2 separate regions of the Pan troglodytes genome follow, and region 2 is linked to region 1. The links are chromatin contacts, called in public Hi-C maps. All regions are on one chromosome and are shown on one strand. The core of a region is the stretch at or near the end of the contact, and the rest is flanking DNA. Distances in the headings are between cores, read along the strand shown.

Evidence for each region. Hi-C and Micro-C count contacts between places; a contact is called where the count stands out from the background.
Region 2: a contact with region 1 is called in a Hi-C map of stem cell-derived neural progenitor cells, with 5 times the contacts expected there. The contact joins the promoter of LGR6 here to the promoter of SYT2 in region 1. A contact is called at or near these places in 2 of 7 Hi-C or Micro-C datasets (induced pluripotent stem cells and stem cell-derived neural progenitor cells).

The regions. Positions count from the first base shown.
Region 1 is chr1:46,384,904-46,388,299 of NHGRI_mPanTro3-v2.0_pri, forward strand. SYT2 (synaptotagmin 2) reads left to right here and starts at 1,850. Exons shown (of 9, transcript XM_016935938.4): 1 at 1,850-2,032.
Region 2 is chr1:46,903,397-46,906,953 of NHGRI_mPanTro3-v2.0_pri, forward strand. It overlaps LGR6 (leucine rich repeat containing G protein-coupled receptor 6), which reads right to left and starts at 2,157. Exons shown (of 18, transcript XM_016935790.4): 1 at 1,755-2,157. The coding sequence starts at 1,966.

The DNA of each region.
Region 1 (3,396 bases), core at 600-3,099:
ATACTGGTTGTTGGCATGGGGAGCAGGAAGGAGCGAATAGAGTAGAGCCAGTCCCTTTGGGGAAGCAACAAGTCCTGGAACACACCTGGCTAAGGGTGGGGGTGGTGGGTAACCTCTTTGAATGTAAAGGTCTCATTCTTAGTCCATTGTAACTTGGCTCCCCATTTCCTCCACTGCCCTTGTTATGGCTGCTCCACAGGTGAAGGGGGAGGGCCTCTGTGCCTCAGGGGCTGTGAGCACAGCTTCAGCCTGATTGAGGACTCCCCAGAGGTCTTCCCCCACCTTTTTCGTAACATCCACTGAGGCGGCAGCCACTTGCCGCCTTGCTCTGAGGCAAGCCAAACTGGGGATAGTCTCCAACTGGGGATGGTCTGCCAGTAACACCTGGTATTATTGGCACAGTGATCTGAAAAGTGCCCTCCACTGCCTCTTCTCTCCCCAAAGCCTGAATCCCACTTGTTCTTTGCATCTCCTCATATTGCATTCATTCCACCTCTCACTCACTCACCTAGTACGTATTGAAGGCTGACCTCAGGTCATGTACGGTTTTGTACCCAAAAGCGAGGCAGGATGCTACAGTCCTATTATAAAAGTTAACTCCAGGCCAAGCGCAGTGGCTCATGCTTGTAATCCCAGCACTTTGAGAGGCCGAAGTGGGTGGATCCCTTGAGGTCAGGAGTTCGAGACTAGCCTGGCCAACATGGCAAAACCCCATCTCTACTAAGAATACAAAAATTAGCCGGGTGTGGTGGCGCACGTCTGTAATCCCAGCTGCTCGGGAGGCTGAGGCGGGAGAATCCCTTCAACCCAGGAGGCAGAGGTGGCAGTGAGCCAAGATCGCGCCACTGCACACTGCACTGCAGGTTGGGTAACAGAGTGAAACTTGTCTAAAAAAAAAAAAAAACAAAAAAAAAAAGAAAAAAAAAGTTAACTCCAAAAGAGTTAAAGTGGATATTCCAATTGTGCTGTAAGGAAGTTCTGGTGCTGCCCTGGCAGCTCCTGGGTAGGTTAGGAAGGGCTCCTCTTTGCCCTTGCCACCCTTCTCTTTCTCCCAGGCTCTTCCGAAATGCCACCACTTACTGTCTGCAGCTCCTTGGTCCAACGCACCATTCAGGGACTGTTTCCCCACCTGCAAACTGCCCACGCAAAATGCCCACCTTAAAGGGATGTCTTACGTATTAAGCAAACTAACATGTGTGAACATCCTGTCTTTAATAACCAGTAGCATCCTCCTTTTCTTTCTACCGTCTTCCAGCTCCTCTCTCCTTGCCACCCTGCAGTTCTTCCTCTCCCCTCCGCCGTTCTATTTCCATAGGCCTCAGGTACCGCTGTCTTCTCTCAAGCATCCTCCTCTCTCTCACCCATCCTTTAGGCTCAGAAGCCCCCACCATCCAGGTGGCCAATATAGGTAGCGGTGACCTAAGCGGAGAGGGGAGGAGGGGAGGCTAGGGGCTCAGGGATCCCAAAATGGCCATGGGGAGGGGGGCTCCTGAGCCCAATAATTTAGCCTTGAGCTGCAGTGGGTTCGGGAAGTTGGAGAGAAGGAGCTGGCTAGAAAGGAGACCAGCCTTCTGGGGTGGGGAGTATAGAGCCCCTTTCCCGTCCGCCTTCCTGCTGGGGAAGCAGCCTCCTTGACCTTGAGCAGAAGGCGGGGGCGCCGAGCGCCTGGGGGGCTGCGCAGAAAGGACCCGTCCCGGGGGGCAGGCCCGCCCTCCGCCTCCTCCGGGCCTCCTCCGCCTCGGTCCCCGCCCTCCCGCGCCGCTTGGTCTCCTCCCCTCACTGCAGCGCTCGCCGCGCGCGCCCATCGATCAGGCCCCCTCCCTCTGCCGCCTCGGCGCAGACTGCTAAGCTCAGCAAGTCTTGCGGCAAAGGCACTTCGGAGCCGAGTTGGGGCAGCGGTGGAGCGGGGACTTCGCGCCCCAGGGGAACGGGCGCCCCTGCGAAACCGTCGCCAGCCCCGCGTCCTTGCCGTCCGACACCCCCTCACATTGGCGACCCCGGATCTCTCCCGCCTCCTTCGGGTCGCTCTCCGGTAAGTCCATACCCCCGCCGGTGGGGGCACGGACCTCCCTCTCCAAAGTTTCTCCTTTTCTGCTACTGAGTCGAGGGGCCACGGGGTGGTCTGGGTCCCGAGAGGTGAGTAGGGTTGGGGAAGTTTGAGGCCAAGGGGGCCGGGAGTCCGCCCCGTCCTTTGGGGGAGTTTGGAAGCGTCCGGATGGAAGGTTCGTCTCGGGGAGTCGGACCCGAGGGGCGAGGAGCCGGCTCCTCTGAGGGACTGGGGCTGGGCTGGGGGCAGATTTCCTCCCGCGGTCTCCCCGCGAGTTGCTGCAGAGAGGGGCGGGCCACGCGTCCCCTGCACCGGCCGGCTCTGCGCCCCCGTCCCTCTCTCTTTTCCCTGGGACGAACCCACTCGCGTCTAGCCCAGCCCCCGCCAGCCCTAGCGGTCTCCAAGGAAGATTCTTTTGCCCCAGTCTCAAGCTTCGGGGACCCCTGGCACCGCCGTCGTGGGAAGTGGGGCGGGGGGTGGGGTCTGGGCGCTGGGAGCCGGAGACCCTGGGTCAGGGAGAGGTTGGGGAGACAGACTGCAGGGGCCATCTGGAAGCAACGGGCACGAGGAGCTGGGGCAGGGGCCCAAGAAGGGGCTGGAGGCGCCCCTCCCCTCTCTCCAAATCTCATGACTCAGCACGACCTAGGACGCCCCGTCCCTGCTTCAGCTCTGTCCCCAGGGCTAGGCTCGCAGTCTGGCGGGTGCTGACAGCCCGACTCCCTTTTCTAGACTCTTCCATGTACCTTTCCCATTTGGGGTGCCCCCTTCCCCTGCCTATGCTCCTTCCCCCACCTCTGGGGGACAGGGCTTTTATTTTTCAACTAAAAAGTGGAGCTTTATCGTTTCACATCCCACTAAGCCAGGCCCCCTCATCCTGTCTCCTCCCTTTTCATCCCCACATTCCACAGGTGCCTCCAGGACACCCCCAGCCCATGGCTCGTGGGGTGTCTCCTGGCAGGGCAGTGTCCTCCCCTACCCCTGGCTGAGGTGGCGGAGTAGGTGCTCTCCCCGCAGCAGGAGAAGGGAGTGCAAGGACAGAAGAAGTGCTGGCCCAGGAGGGGCCACCGCAGTGGGGAGGGAAGGGCAGAGGCCCCGTGGGCAGGTAGTACAGGTTGGGTTAGCTTATGAGGAGGAGGAAGTCCTTAGGATCTGGGGGCGCCCAGGAAGCCAGAAAGGTGAACTGGGGTCTGACCTGGAAAGCAAAAGGGTGCCCTTCTCCCTCCCCTACTGCTGCCGCCCTGAGGGGCCTCTCCCAGGTGGAATAGATTGTCCTCCATCCAATCTATCTGGATCCCCATAACCTGGCACTTCATTAGAGGGGGTGACAGAAGCAGGGAAGCCCTTAATCC
Region 2 (3,557 bases), core at 907-3,406, 520 kb after region 1:
AGCTAGTGGGAAAATCTTCTGCCAGCATGGATGGTAGGATGCTTGAATTCCAAAGGTGACAGTGTACCTCCTTCCCCAAGTCCTTCTAGAAAAAGGGTCATTAACCAGTCTAGGAAGACTTAATGCTGGGAAAGGAAGCTCTGGAAGGCCTTATCTCCCCTGCCCCTTCAACCCAGGCAAGGGACCTTCCTTCAGCTCACCCAGAGAAAGGCTCCACAGAAGTCACATCTAAACTCTTTAGCCACAGGACCCTGTCTTCAAATGAACCAATGTCACATACTCCCAGGATAGAAAACTGCTGAAAGAGGGGCTGGCCTGTGTGTAGGGTGGGGCCGGAGCCTGCCCTGCTTTGCCAGATGCTGAGCGCCCAGGCTCTGTGCAGTTGGTACCTTTATTCCCATGATTGCCTCTGCCGTCACCTACTGCACTGTGAAGGATTCCATTTGTCCTTCTAGAAGATGGACATTATTTTTCTCTTCTCACTCCCTTACCTGGCCCACAGCCTGTGCCTTTTGGAGTGGAGGGGGACATCCCAACCTGGGGACAGGGACATTTGGAGAGGAGCCCCATGAAGAGTTGCCCTCTGGGACCCTCTACCTCCCACCAGGACACTCCCAACACTGAGCATCCTTTTAGTTCCACAAATTCTTGCTAGGCCCCTATAAAGATTCACCCAGCCTCCTCTTCCTCTAAGCTCCCATGTGCTGGAACCCCAAAGCCATAAATAAGGGGCCTCTCTCAGGCCAGAAGGAACTCTGGGATCCTAGCCCTCAGCAGAAGGCCCCAGGCTTTCCCACCTGCTCCCAGCTCCTCTGAGGAAGTTGATAGAGCCTGCAGAGCTGGGCTGGAGGAGGTTTCTTTTCCCCAGAGCGGGGCTGGGGGTGCGGGTAGGTGGCCTGGAATGTGTTCTCTCACCCTCCTCCTGCCCAGGTGGTGAGCAGCCAGAGCCCCCAGCCCTCCAGCTCTGAGGGGAAGCTCCCATGAGCCAGACAGACAGGACAGCTGCCCCCAGTAGGGTCCCCTTCACGCGCCATCTCACCCCAACTCAGATGCTAAAAATGGTTCTCTGGTTTTCAGCCTCGGCGCCTGCCCACAAATTAGTGTCTCCAACACAGCCTCTTGGGACATGACTTTAGGGAGGCCCCTGGGGGAGCCAGGAGGCCCCAGTGAAGGGAGATGGTGCTGGCAGAGTCCCTTTCTGAGGAGACAAGAGTGGATAAGGCCCCCCTCCCAGCTTCTGGGAAACCCCCTCCCCCACGAAGGCCACCCAGCCTCAGTGTGACAGCCCTGTTGTCCTCACCATGGCAGAAGAACAGACATTATTTCCACCCTACTGGGGCACGCTCCCCTCACCTCCACCTCCAGTTCTGTCAGCTTTACCCTCAGCCACCATCCCGGGCACTGCTCTGCTAGAAGAGAATGCAGCAACAGGAGATGGAGCAGCCAGCCCCGCACCCTCCCGCTCAGGATCCAGAACCCACCTCGCCAAGCCTGGGCTCCCATAGTCAGCCCACAAGCACGGAGGCCAATGGGGAAGCCAAGTCAGGGAAGCCCGGTCTCCCTGCTCGCCTGGTATTTAGTCTCAGACTCTTCTCCCCTCCCCAGTTCCGCAACGGTCAACTTGGAAGGGGGCAAACCCTCTCCGGGATGCCCATGCCCCAGGGCACCAAGCAAGCAGGTGCCCTGCTGAGGCCGGGACTGGGCGCTAGCCAGCAGCCCGCAGGACCAGGCGGGGACAGGCGGGCAGTACTCACAGGTAAGCCGTCAGGGGGTCCAGGTCCCCCGGAACGGCGGACAGCCCGAGCTCAGAGCAGTCGGCAGACAGCATGATGCCGTCCTCCTGGCAGTGGCAGGGGGCCGGGCAGGCGGTGGGCCCCGGGCCGGGCTGGGGGGCGCCGCCGGCCCTCCGGGAAGCGCACAGTGCGGCGCAAAGCCATAGCGCCCGGAGCCCCGGCGGGCTGGGCATCTCGGCGGCCGGGCTACTGGGGCACCTGGCGGCCGGGCGCGGACGCACGGGCGCGGTGGCCGCAGCTGCTTCCTCCCGGTCCCGGCGGGCTGCACCGTCGGTGGGGACCGCCCCAGGGGCTCTATTGGGCGTCAGCGGCGGCGGTGGGAGCGCCGGGACGGTGCAGTCAGAGAGGGGCAGGCATTGTTGAGCGATCTTCGTTATTCAGTTTCACAGGCTGGGCTTGGCAAGGGAGGGAGACCCAGCCGGAGGAGGAGTCAAGGAAACTTTCTACGCTGCGGCTCGCTCCCCTTCCCTCCTTCCTTCGGAGCTGGCAGGAATTTCATCCAGGAAAGAAAAAAAAAAGGAAGAAAGCAAAGAAACTCAAGCGAGCAAAGCTCAGCCCGTCAGAGACCTGCATTTGTTTGGATAGGGTGTCCCAGGGTCTTGGCCGCAGGGCTGGGGACCCTCTTGCCTTTGGGGACAGCCACGGGGTCACACGGGACCCAGAGGAGGTCTCTGAAAGAGGCCTTGGGGCTCCCATTGCCCCTCATGCCTCCACCATGTTTCACACTGCAGGAAACTGAGACCCGAGAGGCAAAATGATTTGTTCAAGGTGACACAGCTGATGGGACATCCCCAGAGCTGGAACTCATCCGCCCTCCCTGGCCTGTCTGCTAAGACAGGAGAGAGGGGAGTGAGGGGCTACCCTGGAAGAGGCCAGGCTGAGGAGGGTTCCACTGCAGGCTGGGATGACCCGACAGTGGGCAACCAGGAGCAGTCTCCTCACTGAGAGGCCGGGCCTTGACTCCAAAGAAACGGGTGTGGAGTTACACCCGCTGAGTGCACCCTGGGTGGAAATGCACTCCTGCCGCCTCTGTCAGGTTTACGGCCTGGGGACCACCTTGATCCCTGCTCCCAGGACCTCGGGAGTCTGAGGGACTGCGGGCAGCTCAGCTGGTTGTCAGAGCCCACCTCAAAGTAAGCGGATTGGTGCCACCTGGAGGCCGGGTGCTGCACCTGCAGCTCAGCCACCCTGAGGCTGGAATCCCACCAAGTGGCTGACCTGGGCCGGCCCCAGAGCCCTGGAGAGCAAAGGGCATGGTGGTTAAAACTGAGGTCAATCCCTGTTCTCTCCTTAGACCATAGTGAGCTGGCTGTGCTTCCTTCATGCAGCCTCTTGCTCTCTCTGGTCTCTCCCATGCTGAGCCAAGCCCCAGCGCAGAGCTAGAGCAGGCTGTGGGCCCCCCTCCTTCCTTTTTTCCCTATCTCCCCATGGTCCAGCCAGAGGGTATACTAGAAACCTGGGACCTCAGAGGCATCCAGGATTTCTTCCACCCTGTCCTTCCACATGCCAGGATCCTCTCATCAACACCTCTCCACTCTCCCAATAACCTCCCAGGGCTAGAGGGGCTGCATAGCTGGACCAAGAAATGAGCAGACCCTGACCCTAGGCCTCCAGTTGGTGCCATGGTGCTGAAAGTAGAAGAAGAGCCTCCTAGGAAGGCCAGAGGATGGGCCTACATGACCAGAAAGACCCACAGATAGAGCCACCTCTGCCCTATGGAAGAAAGCTACCGCAGGCCAGCCTGCACTTCCTTCACTCAACCAT